Regions from separate parts of the Mus musculus genome. Here region 2 is linked to region 1. The links are chromatin contacts, called in public ChIA-PET maps. All regions are on one chromosome and are shown on one strand. The core of a region is the stretch at or near the end of the contact, and the rest is flanking DNA. Distances in the headings are between cores, read along the strand shown. Region 1 overlaps Shprh (SNF2 histone linker PHD RING helicase). Region 2 has its middle 7.0 kb from the start of Gm25979.

Region 1 (4,763 bases), core at 839-3,338:
GTACAGTCTGACCTATAATCTGAGATGCACTGCCTGCAAGAATAAGTGAAAATGCAGTAGCTTACTATCTTACCTCACATGAGCTTTGCATAGTTTTCCTTTCCCTCATCTTTCTCTACTCTCATACAGTTCAGTTGTCATGTATCACATATATCTATGATGTAGTTTCCACTACATGCTATAAAAGCAAAAGTGTTCGTATGATTCTCTTCAAAATCAGGAAAAACAACAACATTCCAGTTCCTAAAATTGGTGGATTAGCATTTAATCTTCACTACCATGTTCATCTTGAGCTGTAACGTAAGTGCTCTGATTCTAATCCATCCAGCTAAAGTTCAAATGTACCTTTCTTCTTTCAGGAGAACCTCTCAGCGTTTAAATACGATCCCCACATCAATATTCTGCTGCTGCCCCTGCACACAGGCTCTAATGGATTAACTATCATTGAAGCCACCCATGTCCTCCTGGTGGAGCCCATACTGAACCCTGCCCATGAGCTGCAGGCCATTGGGAGAGTGCACCGAATTGGACAGACCAAGTAAGGATGGAAATTGGCATTTGTCACCTTCCTTCAGGTTATGAGAAACTAATTCAACATTTAAATTCTTTATTTATGTTTACCATACCCTGTCTGATTTTTAAGTACACATTCTGTCTCCCTCACCTAAAATGTTTGGAACCAGAAATTGTTTAGGGTTTTTTGGTTTTGCTTTTTGTTCTTTGGGGGATTTGTTTGTTTGGTTGGCTGGTGTTTTTACATCCTGGACTGTTTGAGGAAAGGGTCTATATTTAAATATAAGATTGATTTATGATTCTTTTACCTCATACATAGTCTGAAAATAATTTTATATATTATATTTAGTATGTATTTTAACTATAGCCCATCACATTTCCACGTTGTTACATGTCTGCATGTTCTGTGGCACGTGCACCCACACAGTGAATGACCCAAGAAGTCTGTGTAGTTAAAAATAGTTTGATTTAGTGCAGTATCTGAACCAATAGTCATTTTTATGTGATAGGTACTTTCTTTATTCAAATACCAGATTGTATCTGTAACTCAGTTTCTTACTTATTTTTTTAGGAGTATTAGAGGCCTTGAATGTTTGAAGACATACAGATACACAAGCACACATGACCACACACTAAGTACTTACTTAGTCTTACTGAGCATCTAAACTGTGTCAGACATTATGCTACGTACTGGAGATTCCAATCATACGACAATCCCATCTAGAAGCATACATAAAAGGCCATTGTGTAGTACAAGTACAAGATAATTTAAAGTTTTATGAACAAACACAATATGCTAATGTGTGTCCTGAAGAAACACATTAGGCTGAAGGATTGATTATTTTAAAGTTAGGCTAGAAAACAAGTGTGGAAGAGTTGCATATGTAGAATTAAAGGGCAGATAAGCTGACATTTCCTAGGGTTGTGAACAGTTTGGAACTGCTGAGGTAAAACATGAGAAGCAGTAAATGAAGTCTTACATGCCAGAGTCGGAAATATGGATTATTGATAAACTTCAGTGATTAACTGGCCTCTGATACACTGCATCTGACTTTGGTTTTTTAAATGTGTGTGATAGGCTAGAGACTGAGCTTAGTGGTTAAGAGCACTTGGTTGCTCTTCCAGAGTTCCTCCTGAGTTCAATTCCCAGTGCCACATGGTGGTTTACAGCAATCTATAAAGGGATCTGATGCCCTCTTCTGGCATACAGGTGTGCATGCAGCAGAGCACTCATACACAACTTAAGTAAACAAACAAGTAAACATGTGAGTGCTAAGGATCAAACTCAGGTTGTTGGTTGACGTTTACTTTTACTAGTTGAGCCATCTTGCCCACCCCCAACACTGACCTCTTGTTATACCAGCTTTTTCTTAAAACATAGGTGGACTTGTCTTAGACTTAGAAGGCTAAGGCCATTAAGGCTGTTGCTTCCCAGTATATAGCCTTTCTTTTCTTCTTCAAGAGACTATCTTAGTGTTTGTATTGTTCTCCAGTGACAGTCTAGCCTCCTCCTTCAGAGTGCCTTATCATTCCATTATCACTTACGTAGTTGGTGTTTATCAGTCTCCACATGCTTCCTTCAGTGGTCTTTTGCTGGGTACTTTCTGTGTGCCATGTGTAGTTTTAAGCATTTGAGATAACCTTATGCAACTTCTAATCTAGTTGTATGCAGGATAATGTATCAAAAGTTAGTATGCAATAGATTGAGGAAGTAAAGAGTATATTGTGTTAGGACCAAACCTCAAGCTGGTGGGATAGTAAAGAACACAGATGACTTGGAAGCCAGCCACACTGAGAAGGTAACATCTAAGCAAAGCATGAAAGAGACTGGAACTATAATCATACTAATATCTTAAGAAAGAATGACTAAGCACACAATAACAATCAGTGTGACATCTGTAAGTCAAGAGTGTTCCTGGGTTTTTGTTTTATTATGTTTTTTTAAAAAGGATCCTTTAGGACAGTTTGGTAATCTTTATGCTGTTATATCGTATTTAGACTCATCCTTAAATCCTAACATGGTGGATGTCTCAGCAAAATCACATCATCTAGTAAGTGCAGATACTTCAGGTGTGAGTGAAAGTAAAAACAAACAAACAAACAATCAAAGAAACAACACCAGAGACTTCTTTTGATGTGTATGTAGAGTAGATTTGGAGATCTGATTTATAGACTAAGCATACTTCTTTGGAATTTTTGTATTTAAGAAACAAAACTGTGTATAATATACTGGAATTCATGTAAAAACAAATTTCCATCAACTTAAATCACTCTTTACCATTAAAATTATTTTTAAAATTGTATACCCATGTAAATCTTAATTACACGATTTAATAATAAAGAGCTATACTTGTTAACATGCTAAAAAGAAAGAAAAAGAGGATCCACAGATGCTACACTGAAATCGGTAGGAAAGAAACTCAGTGGGGCTTGGGAATCATACTGGGCCTTAATTGGGAAGCTGTGAGCAGAGGAAGGACACATCTCACTTCAGCCTTGAAACAATCATTCTGAGTACTGTGTGCAGGCTAGGGAGTAAGGGGAGCAGGGAGGCCATGTAGTCCTGATGACAGTAGGAGGCAGCTTGTATGGTAATGGCAGTGCACCCAGTGAGAAGTTTTGAGGCTCTCGGTTTATTCTGGAGTAGAACTGACAGTGTTTGTAGGCATAGTGGTTAGTGGGTGAGCAACACTGTGGGCTTTGGCCTAGACAGCTGAGAGGATAGAAAGCCTTTGGCTGAGTGGAGGAAGACTATGAGATAGAACAGGTTCAGTGGCAAGAACAAAGGTCTGCTTTAGATATGTTTGAGATTTTATTAGCTATCCAAGATATGTATGTTCAGAGACAGGGAGAGAAGCCAGGGCTAGAGGCACACACTTAGACATCAGGAGCATGTGATGGTATTTTTGAGTTATGAGCATGAATGGAATTATAAAGGAGAGAAAAAATAGTGATGGGCCATGAACTAAATAAATTCTGGCACAAGTAAGCTACAAAGCCCTGGGAAAAGAAAAGACACCTACATGCTTAGCTGTTACCTGCTGCTAAATATGTCAAAATATGTTAAAATGTCAAAATAGAAATCTTCCTATTAGAGTTTTGACCATTAATTTTATTTTATCAAAAGCAGTTTAAATGGAGCAGTATAGGCAACTACTTATAAGGATTTTTTGTTCAACTCTAGTTCAACAAACACAAATAGGATTACATAGCTTGTGTAGTGACACGGCTAGGTAAACAGTGGCAGGTGCACCCCTGCTACCTGCCTGTCCCTGCTTTAACCATGGCTCCCTACTCTTACTGTGCAGCCCATAGGAATAGGATTTTGAGAGATTTTTATTGCAGAGTAAAAGAAGAAGAGAATAAATTTAAGAATTATTTTCTTTTTTAAATTAAAATATTAATTAGAGAATGATTCTTTTAGAAATAGAAAAACTAGGAAAATATGGAAGAAGTGTGCTGAACATTTTCCATGCCTGGGCAAGAGGATACGGGACCTAACACTGATTGTTTTCAAGCGAGAAGAGTGTGGCTCTGGTAATGGTTAAGAGAGCATAGCATAGGGGCTGGTGAGATGGCTCAGTGGGTAAGAGCACCCGACTGCTCTTCCGAAGGTCAGGAGTTCAAATCCCAGCAACCACATGGTGGCTCACAACCATCCGTAACGAGATCTGATTCTCTCTTCTGGAGTGTCTGAAGACAGCTACAGTGTACTTACATATAATAAATAAATAAATCTTTAAAAAAAAAAAGAGAGCATAGCATAGTGTTTGTCCCTTTATTACAGTGGAAGAGTGTCTTTTTTTAATCCCACTTGTCCTAAATCCCACCTCTTTTCATATTCTCAAGAGGCTTCATCTTGAAAAATATCACATAAATATGTCTGAGTGTTAATCATTTTTAAAGTGACACTCCTTTATAGTCTACCTCCACCCGCTTGATGTCCTCTTCTGTCAGCCTTTCTATTTTGGTGGCTGCCCCTGAGTGTACCACTGAAATGAGGCTTAGAGTTTAACTGGTGCCTACTTCTTGCTGTGGTCTAGTGGTTCCTTTTATCTACTCTCCCTAGTTGCTAGTTTACCCAGTGCCATGACATTAAGTAGTATGAGTGGGTGGACGACCTTCATGGGAGTATCCTTGCGCCTCGATAATACCAGCTTTATATATCTAGCTATTATCTGTACATGTATCTAGGAACTTTATATTTCCCCTATTTCCCCTAGGATATCGACTAGATAGCTTAAGTTTGA
Region 2 (4,763 bases), core at 1,226-3,725, 110 kb after region 1:
TTAAGATGCAGTCATGCTAGATTAGATGGGCCCACATCAATGGCTAGCAATTTTATGAGAAGGAAAAGGAGATTTTGAGATAAAAAGACAAAAATGCAGAAGGAAGAATCCCAGGTGACAAAGGAGGCAGAGACTGCAATGACTCAAAACAACAAGACAGGGAGCATGACGTTTGCTGGTTCCACCCAAAGTCAGTAAGCAGCAAGGGAGGCCTGCCCCTGGGGGTTTTCTGGGAGCACAGCTCTGCCTGGAGTACTGACTTCTGGCCTCTGGAACTGTTAGAGAATGTGTCTCTCATTTGCATTAATTATAGAAACCCTGGGAAACCAATACAATTAGTGTTATCAAACACATAACTACTGTTAGTGCTCTGTGCATGCCCCATGTTTAGAATTGATATGAAGCCTTGGAATGAGCTTCTTTGTATTTTTCTTCTGTTTATTTGCTAAAATTTTCACATGTATGAATCTCATTCATCGGATTTGAATAAAAAAATCATTTTTAGGTGGTATTAGGGATTGAATCTATGGCTCTGCTCAAACTAGGCAAATGCCCTAGCACTGAGATTCGTCTTTAGCCTTGAAAATGCTTCTATTTTGAAATGGGCCTAGTTAAGTTGCTCAGGCTAGCCTTGAACTCACTCTATAGCTTAGAACTGGTCTTGATGATCCTCCTGCCTCAGCCTCCTGAGTAGCTGGGAGTATACAAATCTGTGCCACCAAGTCCCAGTTTAAAAATTTGGCAAGGACTTATTTATATAATTGTGCTGCCCCCCACCTCTCTCTCTGTCTCTGGTCGATTATACATAACTGAGCCATACTTTAATCCTGACCCCCACCATTGTAAATGCTCAATATAATTTTTGTTCTCTCTTTTCATTTCAATTTTAAACTTAGAGAAAAGATGAAAGAAAAGCTCAAAACAAAACAAAGACTTTTGACATAAGTTATAGGCAGATCTACTGCATGGAATTAACTGTTCAGTTCTAAGCGTCTATGCCCTAAGTTACTGCCCTGTTTCCAGTTACTGTAAATAACACACTGGCTCTCTGCATGCATCTCACCCTGGAGGACTCAAATTCACTAAAAAGTAGTTGGTTATTTTTTGCTTAAGAATGAAAAATGACTGCATACCATTTATTTCTGCACAACCTGCCTAGAGTGAACTGTTTGAAAACTTCCTTGTGTGCTTACTGTAGTAAATTGGGAACACATGGGCACGCGGCTTGCATTTAAACTTTATCAGGAAATTCAGGCTAATGAGCTTATCAATATACCAGAACAAAGATGAAACCTTTCACTTGGGCCACATGAGATAAGATAAAGAAAGGCACTCCCGAGAGTGTGGCGGTAGTGTCTGTATTCATCTGCCACCTGACCACTGTATACATGTGCAAGGGGTGAAGGGTTAGAAAAAGCTTGACCATGCCTGGAGCTTCAGTTCAGCACGACCTCGCGGCCTGATGCCCAGCCACTTGAATTTCTATTGGTCTGTCTTTTTAGTCTATCGAACTTTTAGCCTCTCTGTTCATCCTGATCATTTCTATACTGTCTCCATGTTATATATTATATTAACATTACGTACCAAGTGTTTTATGATTGTAAAGTGATTTGAGGAGAGTTTAGTCTAAATTTTTCATTGAAAATTTCCTGATAGTAAAAAGCTATGTTCTCTTGCATGAATGATATATAATCATTAAAATTAAGAAACTGGTCATAAATACAATAATCAATAGTCCTTTTTCACTTTTGCTAGTAGGTCCAGGAATGTCCTTTAGTCCACCCTTCTTTTTCCCCTGGTTCAGGGTCCAATTTAGGGTCATGAACTTCATTTTTGTCAAGCCTTTTTCCCCTTTATGTTGGAAGACTCCTTTGGCCTTTGTCTGTCATGGTATTGAATTTCTGAAAGGTATAGATCAATTAATTGTAAAGTAAGTCTCAATTTGTCTCCACGCATCCTAATGAGATGCAGATCAGTTTGGGTAGGCCGTGCATGTAGTCACTAGTGTTCTTTGAGGAAGTGTGGCTTGGCCTATGAGGGAGTATGGCTGGAGGGTTCTGTCAGTGGTAACTGCATTGGATTATAGCAGGAAAGGCAGTCAGATGCGTATTTTCCATGACTTTGGTTGAGTGACCCTCAATAAAAAGTTGGGCACAGAAAGAGCAATGGAAGGTGAAGGAGATAAGAACTGAGTTACACTTTGTGGCAGAAGGGCAGAGAAGAGACCAGAGGCTGCCAGCCTTTCAGCAGTTAGGGTTGCTGGGGCACCATCACCACTCTTAGACCCAATAGAACCTACTTTGGCTCTTTGAAAGGTCTGCCTGTGATGCTGCCTCTGTTTTATATAGAGCTCTACTGTTCCTCTGCCTTCTCCAGTGAGATATGAGCTAAAAGATGCAGGCATGGCTTATAGGATGTGATAATGTAACTGAGCTGATCTACTACTACCCACTGACTACTAGGCTCCAGGGAGGCTGTGTGCCTAAAAGATAAACCAACACATGAGTGAGGAAACTCCCTGCTGAGCATATGGCTCGAGCTGCAGCTAAATGTGCACTTCCTGTTTTAGGTGGGTGTGAGTTGGAAAGAAGGCAGTCTCAAAACCTATAGTACTACCTCAGCACAAATACTACTTCTTAGAATGTCTTCTTAAAAAGAGCGGGGCTTAAAATGCTATTTAAATATGGAACTGTTGCCTCCAAAGAGTAGCAGAAAATACTCTACACAAAGCACTCTGTGTCTATATTGTCCATGGAAACAAAATACTAGGTCTGTCTCTCTCTTATTTCCTTCCTTCCTCTCTTCCTCCTTTCCTATTTCCCTCTCTTCTTCCCTCTGTGCCTCCCTCCTTCTTTCCTTCCCCCCTTCCAACTTTTGATACAGGCTCTTATGTAACTCAGGTGGGCCTTGAGTTCAGTATGTGCCACCATGGATATCCCTGAACTTCCTCTAGTTCTGGAATTACAGGAATTCATAACAGTGTGCAGTTTCTGTGGTGTGGGGTACGGAAGCCAGATATATGCAGTAGGTAACGGCGGTCCAGCTGAGCTGCATCCTCAGGAGGCTTATGTTCTTGAAGAAATTACTCTTCTTACTAATAGGCTATGCATGTTACTATGTTATGCATGTGACTGTTAGGTGTCTCTTGAATTGAACTCTTGATGTTATCCTGCAGTCCTTCAGTTAAGGAGGAAAAGCATTAATGTTGAGGGGACTGTATCTCTGTTAATCCTTCAGTTTTAGGAAACTCAGTTAACAGATGAAAACAAATAATAAACTTTCATGTGAGTCTGTTTCCTAATATAGCAGACAGTGCGGCTGGAAGGCATTGTGGATTTGGTCTAATGCTACTTATGTTAATCACGTCCCCCAAATTACACAGGAACCTTCACATCTGCATGTAGGGGCTGAGGGACCCTGCCCCCCAGTTAGTTTTGATTGGTAAATAAAGTTGCCAGAGGCCAATGGCTGGGCAGGGAGACAAAGCGTCGAGGGAACTTTAGGATTCCTGGGCAAGGGACTCAAGAAAAGGCAGGAAGGGAGAGCTGCCTTGCCATGACAGCAGTAAAGGGCAAGCCTGAGAGGCGCAGAGGAGAGAGCATCAATAACGAGAGAGCTGAGGAGAGAGCATCAATAACGAGAGAGCTGAGGAGGGCTGCAGGGCTGGAGCTGGGGCAGCAAAGATGGAATGGAGATTGTATGTAGTAAGTAATAACTCAGGAATATTGGAGGGGAGTGTGCTAGCTTCGTGGAGCTTAAGAAGTAAGCTGTCTAAGGCATATTAAAATATAAGGCTATGTGGGGTGTGTGTGTGTGTGTTTCATTCTGTCATTCTGTAACCCAGAAAATTGGGGCAGGTAGCCACTGCAGAGTTGATTAGAGAAGAGAGGAATTGGCAACTACAACAGGAACTCAGGAGTCTGCCTCTTGTAACCTGTAGTCTAAGTTCTTTCTTTGAACGTCTAGCCATAATACTAACTAAGTACATTAAATTGACTATTAAAGGCACTGATGTGTTGAAATGAAATTGTGTATTTACATATTTTGTGGAAACATTTCTAGTCACATTTATAGAATCATTTGCCACCACACCTCAAACATGTAAAATTAATTAAACTGTGAGGCTGTTAGATTCAGGTGTGTTAGTGGCCCTGAAGTGATTGTGTCAGAGTTGATGTTGATGTAGCTATGTTAGAATTCATGAACAGTTATCTGATAGTTAAACATTTTGAAATAAATTAACCATATTCTCAGAGGGAGAATAAATCATATTTTCTAATAAGAAAACATATTTGCCCTACAAAGGTATTTACTTTCTAAAAGCCATTTCATTTACTTAGCACCTAATACGTTTGGTAACTTTAGGAGATCATGGAGTGTGTGTTAGTCCTGTGAGAGACCAGATCTTGGGTTCAGACTCCACCGTTGAGAACCTGACCTAAGGTTGAACTTGAGTTAACTAACAGGTTGGTATCTAGCAAGTTTCCAGGTTACCCCACCAACAAGACCTGCAGGTAGCACCAGTTTCCAGGTTAACCTCCCCAGCCCCCCAACAAAACTTGAGTCTAGTACCAGTTTCCAGGTTATTCTCTAAGAAATCTGTAGCTCTAGGTGACAAGCCTGCTCCTGACACTTCGCTTCCTAACAACCATCAATCAGGAGGAAAACAGAAATGAAGTTTATGGTTTGGCTCCCAGCTCAGCCAGTTATGTTAAAGGCTACAGTAGCCCCCAGTTAGATGCTTGCCAGGCTAGAAACAACCC

What was found. ChIA-PET counts read pairs in DNA pulled down with a chosen protein or histone mark.
Region 2: a contact with region 1 is called in an SMC1A ChIA-PET map of the G1E-ER4 cell line, with 9 read pairs. The contact joins two enhancer-like sites. A contact is called at or near these places in 1 of 15 datasets of contacts at CTCF or cohesin (the G1E-ER4 cell line) and 2 of 9 other capture datasets (adipose tissue and pancreatic islet).

Annotation. Positions count from the first base shown.
Region 1 is chr10:11,206,738-11,211,500 of GRCm38.p6, forward strand. Shprh (SNF2 histone linker PHD RING helicase) reads left to right here. Exons shown (of 30, transcript NM_001077707.1): 28 at 360-538. Among named protein-coding and RNA genes, the nearest start is that of Shprh, 60 kb to the left of the region's middle. Within about 2 kb of position 2,089, at least 3 of the 459 cell types and tissues checked have an H3K27ac peak or open chromatin away from gene starts, as enhancers often do. A contact at or near this core is called in the G1E-ER4 cell line, where this site is marked.
Region 2 is chr10:11,321,231-11,325,993 of GRCm38.p6, forward strand. No RefSeq gene overlaps it. Among named protein-coding and RNA genes, the nearest start is that of Gm25979, 7.0 kb to the right of the region's middle. Within about 2 kb of position 2,476, at least 28 of the 459 cell types and tissues checked have an H3K27ac peak or open chromatin away from gene starts, as enhancers often do. A contact at or near this core is called in the G1E-ER4 cell line, where this site is marked.